Linked DNA regions of Mus musculus: region 2 is linked to region 1. Evidence: chromatin contacts called from public HiChIP or PLAC-seq data. All regions are on one chromosome and are shown on one strand. Each heading gives the region's core, a stretch centred on a gene start, on an enhancer-like site or on the middle of the called end of the contact. The rest is flanking DNA. Distances are from core to core; before and after follow the strand shown. Region 1 holds the start of Slc30a10 (solute carrier family 30, member 10). Region 2 holds the start of C130074G19Rik (RIKEN cDNA C130074G19 gene).

Region 1 (7,762 bases), core at 3,131-5,630:
TATAAAAGATCTCAAAAAATGCCATCACTATATTTCAAAAAGAAAATCCCAATACTGAGTCGCAGGGTTTTTTTTTTGTTTTTTGTTATTTAAATCTTCATTTAGAGTTTCAGGGCCTCACACGTCACTGTTGTTTTTGGTGTCTTTCCTACAGATCTCTTCTGATAATCAGAAGTGAGACTCTCGAGGGAGAGGAGAGAGGGAACTAGGGAGAGAAGGACGGAGGAAGGGAGGGAGGGTGAGCAGGCACTCTGTGGGTGACTAGCAGTATGCTATAGAGTTTGGATCTAAGTCTCATCCCAGAGTTCTCCTAAATCATACGAAGTTGAAAGTTCACTTCATCTTTGTCAAACCTCTCAAAGTCAAGATTGGGGATTTTCTGGGCAGAGTGACCCACACCTGTAACCTCAGCCCCTGGGAGGCTGAGAAGGAAAAGCTATAAACTCAAGACCAGCCTACATAGAGAGCAAAGCACTGTTCATCCCCCAACATACACAGGAGCACGCACACACACACACACACACACACACACACACACACACACGCACACACGCACGCACGCACGCGCACACGCACACACACATGCACACACGCACACATGCACACGCACACACACACATGCACACGCACGCACACACGCACGCGCACACGCACACACACATGCACACACGCACACATGCACACACACACATGCACACGCACGCACGCACACACTAAACACGTGCACACACACGCACGCACGCACGCACACACACGCACACACACACACATGCACACGCACGCACACACACACTAAACACGTGCACACACACACGCACACACGCACACGCACGCACGCGCACACACACGCGCGCGCATGCACACTCACACACACACGGACACACACGCACGGGCACACATACGCACACGCACGCGCACACACTCACGGACACACACGCACGCACACACACGCACACACACACGCACGCACACACACATGGACACACACGCACGCACACACACGCACACACACTCACACACTCAGAACTAAGACTAAGTTCACTTTACAGTGAGAATATCTAACCAAAAGATACAAAGGAGAGATGCTTGCTACAGCAGTGTCCAGTAAGAGAGATATCCCAGAACGCCCAGCACAGCTGACTTTGAAGATGGGGTAAGAAGGTGGATCATTAATTTTCTTCAGTAAGGCTCACCAGAACCCCAGCTTTGGACCTGGAAATGAGAGTTTTAATCAGGTTGCAATCCCTTTCTCAGCAAATTCTTACCATAAACAACTGGCAAAAAGAAAAAAATGGATGTCACACAGGACAGAGGCTTAGTAGTGGGGCCACTTCACTTTTGTTTGTTGTTTGTTTTGTTTTTCCATCTTTAATGACAAGTCAACACCAAGCACATGCAAATACCTGCAATTCCAGCAGTAAGGGGACTAAGAAAAGAGGACTGCCACAAGTTCAAGCTCTGTGTGCCCTACATACTGAGTACCAGGCCAGCCATGGCTAGATAACAGGACCCTGTCTCAAAACAATCACAGCCAGTTATGATAAGCTGCAATGCGGCTTTGGGGATGGATCAATGGTGTAGCTTGTGTTTAGTATGGACAAGGCCCTGGATTCCATTGCCAGCTATACACACACACACACACACACACACACACACAATCTTCATAAAAACAAATAGATGCATGTCAGTAATATTCATGAAAGTAGCCAACCAAGAGTAGCAGTAATGGACTCTGCTAAATGCAGATCAGACGAAACTGGCATTGAGTTGTAGAGTTCATGAGAACATGACACAGATGTGTGAGAGTCAGGAGAACATGATAGAAACGTGTGAATATGAAGATAACTTGACACACATATGTGGAAATCAGGAGAACATGAACACAGATGTGTGGGAATCAGGTGAACATGATACATATATGAATATGAGGATAATATGACACATATATGTGGAGATCAGAAGAACATGACACAGGTGTGTGGGAATCAGGAGAACACGATACATATAGGAATATGAGGACAATATGACACATATATGTGGAGATCAGAAGAACATGACACTGAGGTGTGGAGACCAACCTGGCACTGATATGTAAGGTTCATCAGAACATGATATGTGAGTGAATTTGAGGAGAATGTGACACATATGTGGAGGTCAGGGGAACATGGTTCTGATATGTAGGGATCGGGAGAACACGGTATTCGTATGTGGAGCTCAAGAAAACATTTCGCTGATAATGTGGTGGCCAGAAGAACATGATGCATCTGTGGAGATGAGAATAACATGACACAAATGTCGGAGTCAGGAGAACGTGGCCAGGATATGTGGGGATCTGAGGAACATGATACATATGTGGAGATGAGGAAAACATGGCACGCATGTGGAGGTCAGGAGAACATGGCATTATTTGGTACTCAGTGGAACTCGGGAGACCATGACAGGGACATCTAGGGATCAGTGGGATATGATACATATGTAGCAATCAAGAGGTTATGACACTGATAGGTGACGCTCATGAGAACATGACACATATGTGTAACTCAGAGGAACATGGCGCTGATCTGGTCAGCCCAGGAACAGGCAGCTTCAGCGTGGCTTAATTAGAGCAAAGATAAATCATTAGCAACCAGCTTCTCCCTCAGAATCAATGCGATGATTAGGCAAGAGGAGAGGGTCATAGTCTGCAGGTAACTGACCCACTTCCCAGCACACTGTTGCTTTCCTAAAAGCAGAAGTACTCACAGCACAGACCCGTGAGTCAGGGAAAGGAGCCGGAGCTAGCCCACAGACAAGCCTACCTCTGATATTGAGTGCTTCAGACTTCTTCTCTTTTTTCGTCGTCTCTTCTGGTTCATTCTCGGTGTTCAGGGAATCACCTGCATTCAAAGAAGAAACCTTGTGTTGTGTATGAGTTCTACAAACAAAAAGAACCAATGATCTCAAAATGCGGTTTTGTTATTTTCAATTCCTCTTAGCATACAGGAGTCCCCCGCTTCTCCTACACTCAGCCCAAATAGGTACCTTTTAACCCAGAGGAAGCCCGAGGTCCACCCTTGGTCTTCACACACACAGCTTTCAAATTAAAAACGGGACAAGGATAAGCCTACACCTATCCCCCAGATCCTCAATACCCAAGAGGCAGGAGATAGCCCTGACACCGATGTCAGGGGAGGAAACATCCAGTTAGCACCGGAGAAGGGGCAGGATAGGAAATGCTCCGTTGCCCAATAGTTAAGAATTGATTTCCAAGATCAATACTGCCACAGGAGAGGGGAAGATAAGGACTACAGGGTCAAGAAGGAGAAAGAGAGGAAAATGGGGCGGGGGAGGGGGGAGAGAAGGCAAGCAAGGAAGGAGAACGAGGAGGGAGGGAAAGATGGAGAATTAAGTGAGAAGAGAAGCGAAGGGACTTTTTGATAAATCAGTCAAGAAAACGAGCCGAAAAAGAGGTAGTGGATGAGTAAAGGGGTCCAGATGCCAGGAGGAGGAGGGAGAATTGAGGGAAGAACAAAGTGCTCCCAGTCCGGAAGGATGCAACCGAAAGGCACCTGCTACATTAGAGAACACGGTCGCGCCCTCCTGCTGCTTTCTTCCGGCCGAGGACCCCCGGAGAGTCACTGCTGTGCCCGAGCCAGGAGCTGTGGCTGTCGCAGCCTCTTGGGGACACCCCAAAGCGCCACGAGGATCCCCCTGGCTTGGCTGCTGCGAAGGGCGGGTCCGGCGACCCCGCGTGCAGCGGGAGAAGCAGGCGCCGCAGTCCTGGAAGATGAGCAGCCCCACCACGTTGACCGCCAGCCCCAGGGCTCCCACGATAAGCACCAGCTCCGGGTCGTCGATGCGCTCGGGCCGCGCAAGGCGCAACACGGCCTCCACGAAGATGGTGAAGCAGAGCGCAGTGAGGAAGACTGCGTTGCTGAGCGCGCCCACCACCTCGGCCCGCACGTAGCCGTAGGTGGCACTGGAGCCGCGGGGACCGCGCCGCGCGATGTAGCCGGAGCCCAGGCCCACGCACAGCGAGATCAGGTCTGACAGCATGTTGAACGAGTCCGAGAGCAGCGCGATGGAGTTGCCCAGGTAACCCGACACCAGCTCGGCCACGAAGAAGGCCGCGGTGAGCACCAGCATGAACAGCAGCCGGCACGTCTTGCCTGAGTAACGGCCCATCTCTACAGCCCGCTGCGCCCCGCAACAGGTTGGCGGGGGGGGTGGGGGGGGCGGTCTGGAGCCCACCTCCTGCTGCAGGCCCGCCCTTACCCGCCCGGACCTTTTATGCTTCCAGCTCGCGCTCGCGGGACCAGAGTCTGCAGGAGTGGCCCCAGAGTCGCAAAGGCCACCTCCCGGGGCCCCTGCCCCTCCTCCCTCGCCGCCCAAGCTTGATTTGGCTGGTGGCCACCAGCCTGTGTCTCCTTCTAGGTCTGGGCTGGAGACCGGAGCTGCTGGGAGGAGGGGCGCATTGGGATGTCAATCTTCTTAAATCTCCACCTCCACCCTCTCTGAGAGAGAGATGCACGGGATGGTCCCGCTCCTCCAACTCCACCCCGCCTTCACCCCTGGGCTACTACAGATCTGTGTATGCCGCTGATAAGGACCTAGGCTGTAGTGGGTGTGCGCACCGCTGCCTACGTGCCCAGATGCGAGTTGCAGGGCAGATTCCATATGAGCTGGTGGAGCCTAGTGCCCTTAAAGGTGTTTCCTGCTTTTCCACTGGTTAAATGGTATCTCATTCCTCCCGTTAACCCCTGTCCCTGAACCCATAGTCAAAACCCTTTATCCTTTCTTCTTCACAAAGGCCACGAATCCTATTACTCCCTTATAGCACAGTATCGCCATCTCCCTTTTAGGGGTCTCTATCTGAGTCGAGCTGTCTACAGAGGAGAGGAAGGCAGGCAGCCCAGGGTGCATGGCTGCCACTGCTATTAGCATTAGTATGGAGCACTGGTATAGCACTCCAAGGCTGGGATTCTTTGTGTCCCTTGGCCATCAAAGAAGCCAGGTTTGGTCTCCTTTCCTAGTCTGTCAGAAAGAATTTCTACTGCCCCTAAAGGTGACCCTATACTCATAGTTCAATTGACCCAATTTTTTTTTTCCAAATAGACCCTGTTCCAAGTGACAATCACTCAAAGGGAACATGTCCTGGACTTGAGAGTCTACACTGCAGCCCCTTCAGAAAGGGTATTTGCTGTTGGTCACTTCGGAGACAGAAGTTGGTAACCATCGACTGAGGTATCGATGTGATAGGCTTTGGTTTGGAGGAATGTGGGTTTGGGGACTTTGGATTTGGAAAGCAGTGGAATGCTCTAAGCGGGGCTCAGTGAGCCATCCTAGCAGGAATATGGAAGACTTTGTTGCTGAGGGTGATTTGAACTGTGGAAGCCTGGCTCTAGAGGTTTCAGAGGAGAAGGATTTTAATATGTGGTGACCTTGGGGCAAGACCACAACAGCTAAGTTTAGGTTCGGGCATGGCAGTACGCCCCTTTAATCCCAGGAGGCAAAGCCAAGCTGATCTCTGAGTTCAAAGTCAGTCTACAGAGCAAGTTCCAGGACAGCCAAGCTTAGGCAGTAAAGGAGTTGGAAAACAGAAATCCGGTGATACTGTAATAGAACAAGGGGGCCATGTTCCAGCCCCAGCAAGCAGCAACTTCAGCACGTGGCTCTGGCTTTAGGGTCAAGAACAGAAGGAACTACTGGGACAATGGATGCTGGTTGACTGTAGCTAAGAAATCAGCAGTGATTAAGAAGAGACCAGCATCACCGAGGTGAAATCGGAGAAGTGTTTCCTGAGAGCACAGAGAAGCTGTGTTCCGGAGGTAGCTAAGGTTGTCTACAAGTTGCCTTGCTCATGGTGTCTGTTCACAGCAGTAAAACCCTAGCTAAGACAAGTGGGGTGTGGATGGGGGAGCCCTGTGCCTCACTCATTTTAGGAAGGGTCTGAAGGCAAAGCACAATAACCGTGTCTCCCCATAAACTTTAACCACCCTCATGGAGAAAATGCACAGGGTTGGAGCTTGGAAATACATTCTATGCCTTCCTCAAAGCAAAGCCAACGAGCAAGGGACAGTGGTGCAGCAAGGGACAGTGGTGCAGCAAGGGACAGTGGTGCAGGCATTTACTCTCAAATGTCCTAGAGGATTGGCTTGAGACTGGAATCCACTAACAAAACACTCAACCTAAAAAAGAATAATACTGATAATTTGGATTGAATTTACTCTTGCCAGCCCTGTACACGCATATAATGTATTGGGATTATTTGCAGTCCCCACCCTCGGGTCTACTTCTCATACCCCGTGAAGCCCCCTCTTCCCTCTGAGCCTTCTCCTGAAAGCATGTCCATTTGTTTAGTTTCTATCACACCGTATTTATCGTGTGTTTGTGTGTGTGTGTGTGTGTGTGTGTGTGTGTGTGTCGGGGAGGGGTGTGCTCTGCGTATGCATGGCACACATGCTACGGCTTACGGGAGGTCAGAGGTCAACTCTGGGGAGCGATGCTCTCACTCCAGCATGGTACTCTCTGGGATTGGATTCAGAGCACCAGGCTTGGTGCCAAACACTTTTATCTGTTGACCCACCTTTCCAAACCACCCACCCTCTTTTTTTTTGTTTTATTTTGTGGCCTACTCTGTTTAATCAGGGTAGCCCATGTCTACCTTCTAGCCCTATTCGTTGTCTGAATCTTGAAGCATGCCTCTATTTTTTCATAGTCTATGAAGGTCCCTATCAATAGTATTAAAATATCCCTGATCAAAAGTCCCTATCTTGTTACTAGATAAATCCCCAAACGCAAGAAACTTAATAATACTCCTCTTTCAGCCAGGCAGATAGCTCATGGCTGTAATCTCAAACCTGTAGGCTGGCCTACAGATAGAGACAGCTTGTCTTAAACAAACAAACAAACAAACAAACAAACGAACGAACATTTCCAGGAGAAATACCCATACACTGAGAATCTAAGGAAATTCTTTTTTAAAAATTAATAAATTATAAATAATATAGAAGAACTACTAAGATAAAGACAATGGCAGTTGTAAGCTATGTGGGCATGAACAAGTCCCTTTCTCGTCTGGGACTGTCAAGGGGAGTGGATGACCATATACTAAGGATTAAACAAATTAATGTGTAAAGTGCTCCAAACAGTACTTCGAATACAGTAAGCACCCAATAAATGCTGTAGTTATGGTGTGGTTAGCAGTAGTCCAGCACACATGTAGTACAATCACTACTAGTCCCCGGAGGAAATGCTAATACACACTAGAGATGTTTCAAGTGCTCTTCCCAGTATACAGCCCATTTTTTCTTCAAACATGGAACCTCTAAAACATTTGACATATGATAGCAATAGTGGGCCTGGGAGTATAGCTCAGTCGCTTAGCACATGCAGGGACCTGGGTTCAAATCCAGACACTGCAAGAAAAAAAAAAAACACTGACAGAGCTAAAGCGTTCCTTCCCAGTTAATTGTATTTCTCAGTCATTCACAGCAGAAGAAAAACCAGAAATCAGCAGAAGCATATCACTTGTGCCTCCTGGTTAGTCATTCTCCCAGCCAAGGGCAGATAAGAATTGGGTCACTGGCCCAGGAGCAAGACAATAAGAACTAGAAAGCCAGAGCCTGAGGACCAGGAGTTGTCACAGGTGTCTGATGTCCCCGTCCTCAGCCAGGTTCTGACCATAAAGAAAGGTAAGTGTTCCAGACACTACCAATAAAATGTGCTGTAGAAAAGTGGGATGTGTATGTGGCAGTGTGTGTGTGTGTGTGTGTGTGTGTGT
Region 2 (7,762 bases), core at 3,762-6,261, 570 kb after region 1:
AGGCTATGTTCTCTTTCTCCTTCTAAATCTATTATTACTAACAAAGATTGAAACAAAGTTTTTAGATGTCTACAAATAGAAAATGGTTTCTATTTTTATGTAAGCTACTTCAAATAGGCAGTTATTCTTAACTCCCTGAGGTCTCCCATACTCTTTTTTTTCTGTTCAGGCATACATGATACATTAGCCGTGCCATGTCCTGGCTCCTCTGGAGGACAGTTTCTATGTTAGGAAGGAGGAGAGATTCTCAGTGTGGCAGACAATGTGATTTCCTCAGTACCCTTGTTGCCTGTCTGATGTGAGAGGTGGCGAGGAGGGGTGGGCAGCATATACCAGGCCCCTTGAGTAAGTTAGTGTAAATAGACCTGGAGCTCTCCTAAGATGCGGAGGACAGGGGAGACAACAGCCATGCTTCTGATAAAAGGTCTATCTCCCAGGCTCTTCTGGGTTTGAACATTAAAGGTCTCTGGTCTCCAGTGTCAAGGATACAAGACAGGGCAGATGTACCCAAGTTTTGCCAAGGGTGTCATGAACTCAACTCTATCCCTTCCAGATTCGTGTTCAAAGGCCAGACCCCTCAGCACCTAAGGATGCAATTGTGCTCAGAGAAGGGAACCGAAGAGAGGTAGTTAAGAGTAGATGAGAACACAGAAGCAGGACCTTGAAGCAACAGGGTGAGTGTCCCCTAAAAGGGAAAGAGACACCAGGGACAGGCCATATGAAAACACAGAAAACAATCAGCTATCTACAAGTCGAAAGTGAAAGGCTCACAGGGGCCCCAAACCTGCTGACACTGACAGAGACTGGCAAGGCTCTGCAAGCAGCGATTTGAGGAATGTCTGTGGTTCTCTGACCAGGAAGGTTAGAGGGAGGTCCGATCTCTCATCTCCTAGCATGAGCCCTGCCTGGAAGCTGAAGGAAGAGGAGATGAAGCGCCAGGCCATTAATCCTTTCTAGTAAACATCTTTTGGGATGGATCTCTGAATGTTCCTGGTGTCTGCAAGTTAATATATCTATTCCCCACTCTCAGCCCATCTCCTAAATGATGCTGGGGCTACCTCTTCAAAGTGGGAAGTGTTATAGTAGCCTTGATGGAGGCTGGGGGAGGCACATTAAGGGAAAGCTATTCCTTTTTTTTTTTTTTTTGGGTGGGGAGGAGGGTTGGTTTTGTTTTTGTTTGTTTATTTGTTTGTTTGTTTGTTTGTTTGTATTTGTTCGTTTGTTTTTGTATAGCCCTGGCTGTCCTGGAACTCACTTTGTAGACCAGGCTGGCCTCCAACTCAGAAACCCGCCTGTCTCTGCCTCCCGAGTGCTGGGATTAAAGGTGTGTGCCACCATGCCCAGCTTTTTAAAAACTTTTTTAAAAAAAGGTTTATTTATTTATTTATTATATATGAGTACACTGTAGCTGTCTTCAGACACACCAGAAGAGTGCATCAGGTCTCATTACAGATGGTTTGTGAGCCACCAGGTGGTTGCTGGGATTTCAACTCAGGACCTCTGGAAAAGCAGTCAGTGCTCTTAACCACTGAGCCATCTCTCTCTCCAGCCCTGGGAAAGCTATTTCTACCAGATCAAAAGAATAGAACCTACATCTGGCCTTGGGTGGAGACCTAACATTCCAAATTACCCAAAATGTAAGTGTTAATCCAGCTGCACTTGTCAATCATGTGGTCAGGAGACATCCCTCAAGGTGGCTGCCTTACCACAGAGCAAGGAGGAATAATTATCCTGTATGCATATAATGAACTATCTTCCCACAGAAACCGCACCCTCTGTGAAGCACTGCCCTGAGGCTCTTTGAAGTTCCCCAGCCATTCTGAGTTCTTTCCCTCTTTGTATCTTTCTTTCAGACACTGGCTAGAGCCTGAATATGCTCTCTCTGGTACTTCGGGCTTTCCCTTTTGCTCGGTGGCTACTTGCTGATGGAAATAACTTAGAGGAGGAGTTGGGTTTGTTTTGGTTTATTTTGTTTTTCTTGCTTACAGTTTCAGAGGGTCCAGCCTGTGTGCATTTGGCCTCGTGCACATAAGCAGAACACTGTGAGAGTGGGGGGTGGGGGATGGGAGAAGCAGCCTTTGCAAGATACAAACACAAACCACAGAGCTGTACAGTTGTGAGCCTCAGGGTGAGTGCTGGTAACTGATGCTGGGTTCTCTCCATAAGAGCAGCCAATGTTCTTAACCACTGAGCCACCCCTCCAGCCCCATGCCTTTATTTGACGTGTTTTCTTCTAGCAATTTCAGAGTTACATTACTTGCATTGAGTTGATATATATGTATATGTGTATATGTATGTATATATGTATGTATATATATATGCATGGGTACATATACATATGTATATATTTTTATATATGTGTATATGTGTATATATATTGCATATATGTATATATACACATATACACACATGTGTGTGTGTGTATGTGTATATACATATGTATACACACAGACAGATGAGGGTCTGGTTTCAGTCTTTTATAGGTGACTGTCAAGAGTATGGGATAGACTCTCCCAGGCCTTGTAAACAGAGGAGCATGTCACTTGGTGTCTTAGGAGGTTTATAAAGCATTGTTGTTACCTTTTGATCTTGTTTTGATGTTTTTGAAGTATTGCCAGCCTCTTTTCCTCTTTGAACATGTCTTGCTTTCTCTTGTATTATTGTATTACACTTAATTCTGCATTCCCCAGAACTCAGAGATAAACACCCATATAAAAAAATCAAGGTGCACCCTATGGTATTTCATTCATAACATGTAGCCCTGGCTCTCCAAGAACTCCCCGTGTAGATCAGGCTGGCCACCATCTCACAGATCCACCTGCCTCTGCTTTTCCAGCTGTGAGTTAAACGTGTGTGTGTGTGTGTGTGTGTGTGTGTGTGTGTGTGTACTACCACACCTGGAATGGCAAATATAATGTGTGTGGGGCTTTTGTCCAAAAAAATTACCCCATCTGGGTTGTATACTCTTAACCTCAGCATTCCGGAGGCCAGAGGCGAGTGGATTCACCTCTGTGAACATCTGTTCCAGTTCCAGACCAGTCTGGTCCACAGGGAATGCTAGGGCAGCCAGAGCTACATGGTGAGACCCTGTCTCTAAAAACTAAAAGAACAACAAAACCCACTGCATCCCCCTTTCCTTTCCTTTCCTTTCCTTTCCTTTCCTTTCCTTTCCTTTCCTCTCCTCTCCTCTCCTCTCCTCTCCTCTCCTCTCCTCTCCTCTCCTCTCCTCTCCTCCCCTCCCCTCCCCTCCCCTCTCCTCTCCTCTCCTCTTTCTTTCTTCCTTATGGTTTTTCTAGACATATAAGTGGAGCACCCAGTAGCTATGAAAGATGCACAAACAGCATATGAAGTGAAGAAAATATAAAACTCCTGAGTCTTTCTGTGAAGCCATCTCCTCTGAAAGTGGTAACAAGTTTCTACAGGAAAAAATAAAACTAGACAAAGATGATGATGATGATGAAGGTGATGATGATGTCGATGATGAGGAAACAAACTGAAAGAAAAACTCCAGTGAAGAATCTGTATGAGACCCTCCAGAAAAGAAAAAAAAAAGTACAGAAATCAAACAAGAATGGAAAAAGACTTCAAAACCATCAAAACAAGATCAAAGGGTAACAACAATGCTTTAAAAACCTAAGACACCAATAAGACCTTGCTCTGCAGAAGACATTAAAATAAAACTGCAGACAAGTATAGAAAAAAGTGTTTCTCGTTCCAAAGTGGAAGCCACATTCATGAACTGTGTGAAGAACTGCTTTCTGATGACTGAGCAGGAGGCTAGTGGAGATCTCAGGCCATGGAGGAAGAAAATGTCTAAACAGTTGGAAACTGGCTGGAGAGATGGCTCAGTGGCTAAGAGCATACACTGTTCCTTCAGAGGACCAGAGATAGATTTCTAGCAACCACATCACCTGTCTGTAACTATAGCTCCAGGCCAGAGACTCTGTACATACTTACACATAATTAAACATAGTTTAAAAAAATGAATCTCTAAAAAACGTCATGTCTCTAAAATGTTCAGGAAGCAATTTAATGTAAGAAGATTTGATTTGGAAGCCACAAAGAAACCACTTACTTGATTTCTATAAAAACCGATCTCATCTCTCCTTCCTATAATGTGGAGTGAGACCCCCCCACACACACACATACACACACTGGGCTTGATGGCTGTTGTTCAGGTTCCACTGCCAAGAACACACGTTGTCTAAACGCCTGCTCAGCTTCCAAGGACGGACTCCACCCTTTACTTAGTTGTAAGTATGTATGGAATGTTTTGATGGGAGACAGAAATGCTGATCATCAGGCATGTGAATGTTGGGAAGACATTTTTAACGTTTTCTTACCCTGCGCTTCTTGCTTGTGTTTGATTCAGAGCATCATGTAGCCCAGGCTGGACCTCAGACTCGCTGTGGTCAACTTGAACCCCTAATCCTTCTGCCTCCACTTCCTAGGTTCGGAGCATGTGCCACCTTGATGGGGCTTCTGTGACACTGGGGATGGAGTCCGGACTTTCGGGCATGCCTAGGTAGCATTCTCCCAACTGAGCTACATCCCCAGGTCTGAATATAATATTTTCATGACCCTGTCAACATGTCCACACCAGCACTGAGGAATCTTCACCAATACCATCTCTACCATTTGTTTGTTTGTTATTTTGTAGCCTTGGCTATCCTGGAACTTGCTCTGTGAACCAAAGTGAGCCTTGAACTCAGAGATCCACCAGCCTCAGCCTGGGATTAAACGCAGGGATTAAAGGTGTGTGCCACCACACCCTGCTAGTTTTAAATGCCCGCACCCGTAGTAGGTCTGTTGTTTGGAGTCTGTTCCCAGTACAGCTGAACTTGCCTACCCTGAGCAATGGTTTCTGCTGCAGGGTTCTCCGGAAAGCCTTTTACGTCTGCCCCCGTAATCCTGGACCCCACCGCATGGGTGTGCTGCGACCTCTGGTTCCCGGAGCGCACAGGGCCGGGGCGGTCCGCAGGGGCAGGAGCCGGGCGGAGCGTGGAGCAAAGGTTGCCTCATAGCCTGGGCCCTTCTCCAGAGCTCGGCGGCATCATGACGGTGGGCGCCCGGCTCCGAAGCAAGGCGGCGAGCAGCTTAGTGGGCCGAAGGCCCCTGGGGCGATCGCGCCGCGCCGGTGACGAGGAGACAGATGCCATCGTGGAGCACCTGGAGGGCGAGGACGAGGACCCGGCGAGCCCGGACTGTGAGCGCGAAGAGGGCGGGCGGCGCGCGGGGACTCCGAGCGCACGCAGGGTGCACCTGGCTGCGCTGCCTGAGCGCTACGACTCCCTGGAGGAGCCCGCGCCAGGCGACAAGCCCAAGAAGAGGTACCGGCGAAAACTGAAGAAGTACGGCAAGGTAGGTCCCCACGGCCCGGCCGCCCTGATCCAGACAGAACCGGGAGTCGCGCTGGGTGGAGTTGTGCCCGCATCCCCGCTGGCCTCCGGGACCATCACTAGGAGGGTGTGTAGCTGAGCGCGCGGGCAGGACCCTTGCTCCCAGTTGGAGCTGATGGTAATGCTGAAGCCATGGTGAGGTTAGTTGACTTGAGCCCCGGACCCAGCTGCGAAGTTGCAGTCTAGGTCCACCTATTTCCCGCACTCTCTCTGGGGCACCCCGCCACAGGAGAATATTAGGTGATTCAGTCCTAGACCCCGGGGTTAACCCGCGCGGGGCCTGCTAACTCAGCCAGTACATACCTAGAACCTGTTACCCCTCCCCCTTCTCTGATCAACAATCTCTGCACCCCGGGACTTCAGATGTTCTTCGGCCTGCCTTTTTACTTTGGTGGGAGAGCCAAAGGAAGGATGGATGGGGAACCGAATGAGTTTCGTTTTCAGGGCACATGATTATGGTTTCTAGGTGCTCTGACCTAGACAGGGCTAGGGAGGGAGTTGGAGTGGAGGGGAATCACAAAACTCATTGCTTGTGTTTGTTCTGACCAAAGTCCTCTGAACTCTCGGAATTATTGTCCAGGTAGTCTTCAGTGGGTGACCTTCATCATACCCGAGACATTCGGTCCCTTGCCAGGAGTTTAGTTTATCATTCTGAATGATATGACCGGAGCTTCCTCACAAGCAGGCAATGATAACATGCGTTGTTGAAGTGAAGTAGGGCTTTTGGGAGTAAGGAAGCCATCTGAAAGTGAATAGAGGACACAGGTTTCTTAGTTGGTAGCTGGCATTTAGAGATGTTTTGGGGGTGACCACTCTGTGCCAGGCATTGTGCATACACTAGAGGTACAAATAGTGGGAGGGGAGATAGCCACCCCCACCCCCAGGGAGAGGTGGCAGAGCTGGGGCACCCTGGTCCCTCACTTCTTAGCAGTGTATTAGCGATTACTTATCTGGGCGAGGCAAATTAAGACAGCGACGCTTTCAAATCGCCCTGACATGGACACTGGGCAGGAAAGAAGCCAAGGCTTCAATATGAAGTAAAAGCTAGGAAACCCACAGCTGTAATCCCAGATACTCTGGAGGAAGGGACAGGATGGTTGATAATACAAGGCCAGCCTGGGCTGTATGACAAGATCCTATTAACAAGAGCTCATCCTGGCTGAAACTGAGGTACTAGACTCCGCTCGTTAGGATGGCTATTCTAAGACTAAGTCAGTCGGTCAGTGGTGGCGCACACCTTAAATCCCATCACTGGGGAGGCATAAGCAGTCTGATCATCTCTGACAGCAAGTTCCGGGACAGCCAGGGCTACACACAGAAACCCTGTCTATAAACAAACAAACAAATGAAATAGAAGGCTGGGCTGGGGCTCAGTGGTTGGGTGCTGGCCTAGCATGCCTGAAGTCCTGGTTGGAACTCTTGAGGTATATAAACAAGGAATAGTGGTACACACCTGCAATCCCAGAACTTTGGGAGAGGAGGCAAGAAAATCAGAGCCCAAGATCTGGCTCTGTGGGTAAGGCTGCTCACGGCCAAACCGAATCACCTGAGTTCAATCCCCAGAACCTTCCAAAACTGACTCCAACAAACTGCACTTGACCATGTGCACCTGGTAGCACATGTGCACACATATGCATGCACACTAAATGCATTAAATAAATGTAACTTGGAATCTTTGGAAAAATAACTGGGTGGTGGTGGTGCACGCCTTTAATCCCAGCACTCAGACAGAGGCAGGTGGATCTCTGAGTTTGAGGCCAGCCTGGTCTACAAAGTGAGTTCCAGGAGAGCCAGGGCCACACAGAGAACCCCTCTCCCAAAAATACAAAACAAAGCAAAATTTGTAAAAATAGTTCAAAGTAATTTTTGGTTACCCTAGAGAGTTTCTGGGCTACAGATACACAAGACCCTCGCTTTAAAACAAAAATTGAAAACAGCTACCCAAGCAAATATTCTTATATTTTAGTGTTTCACGTGTATGGGTGTTTTGCCCTCATAAATCTTTGTGAAGTAAATAGTTTTACACACGTTTGCAGAAGTATCACCAATGGCCAAAAGATGAAAATGTTCCAAGTATCTATGAGCAGATGAACCAACAATGTGGGTGAGACACACCACGGACGTTCAATAGCCACAGTAAGAAGCTATCGTGTTGGTTGCTGCCACATCGTGCTTCAACATGGTATTAGGAAAGCCAGACCCAGGGTTATATACGGTTTCCATGATTCCCTTTACATGAACTACATTTTTCTACAAAAATCTAGACAGGACGTAGCTGGGTGATTTTTAGGGACTCGGCAGAGGCAGAGAGAGGTCTCCTGGGTCTGTGGTTTCCTTCTGGGATAAGAATGTCTGGGAACTCG

The links. HiChIP or PLAC-seq counts read pairs in DNA pulled down with a chosen protein or histone mark.
Region 2: an H3K27ac HiChIP or PLAC-seq map of embryonic stem cells shows a contact between it and region 1, with 2.8 times the contacts expected there. The contact joins the promoter of C130074G19Rik here to the promoter of Slc30a10 in region 1. A contact is called at or near these places in 1 of 39 promoter capture datasets (embryonic stem cells) and 2 of 115 datasets of contacts at active chromatin or transcription factors (both in embryonic stem cells).

What each region holds. Positions count from the first base shown.
Region 1 is chr1:185,451,466-185,459,227 of GRCm38.p6, reverse strand. Slc30a10 (solute carrier family 30, member 10) reads right to left here and starts at 4,380. Exons shown (of 4, transcript NM_001033286.2): 1 at 3,549-4,380; 2 at 2,799-2,876. The coding sequence starts at 4,164. It overlaps Gm2061 (predicted gene 2061), which reads left to right and starts at 3,660. Exons shown (of 3, transcript NR_040305.1): 1 at 3,660-4,192; 2 at 5,095-5,223.
Region 2 is chr1:184,880,285-184,888,046 of GRCm38.p6, reverse strand. C130074G19Rik (RIKEN cDNA C130074G19 gene) reads left to right here and starts at 5,011. Exons shown (of 2, transcript NM_178692.3): 1 at 5,011-5,361. The coding sequence starts at 5,056. Gm34602 (a long non-coding RNA gene) reads right to left here. Exons shown (of 4, transcript XR_003948516.1): 4 at 5,766-6,141. It also overlaps the pseudogene Gm17905.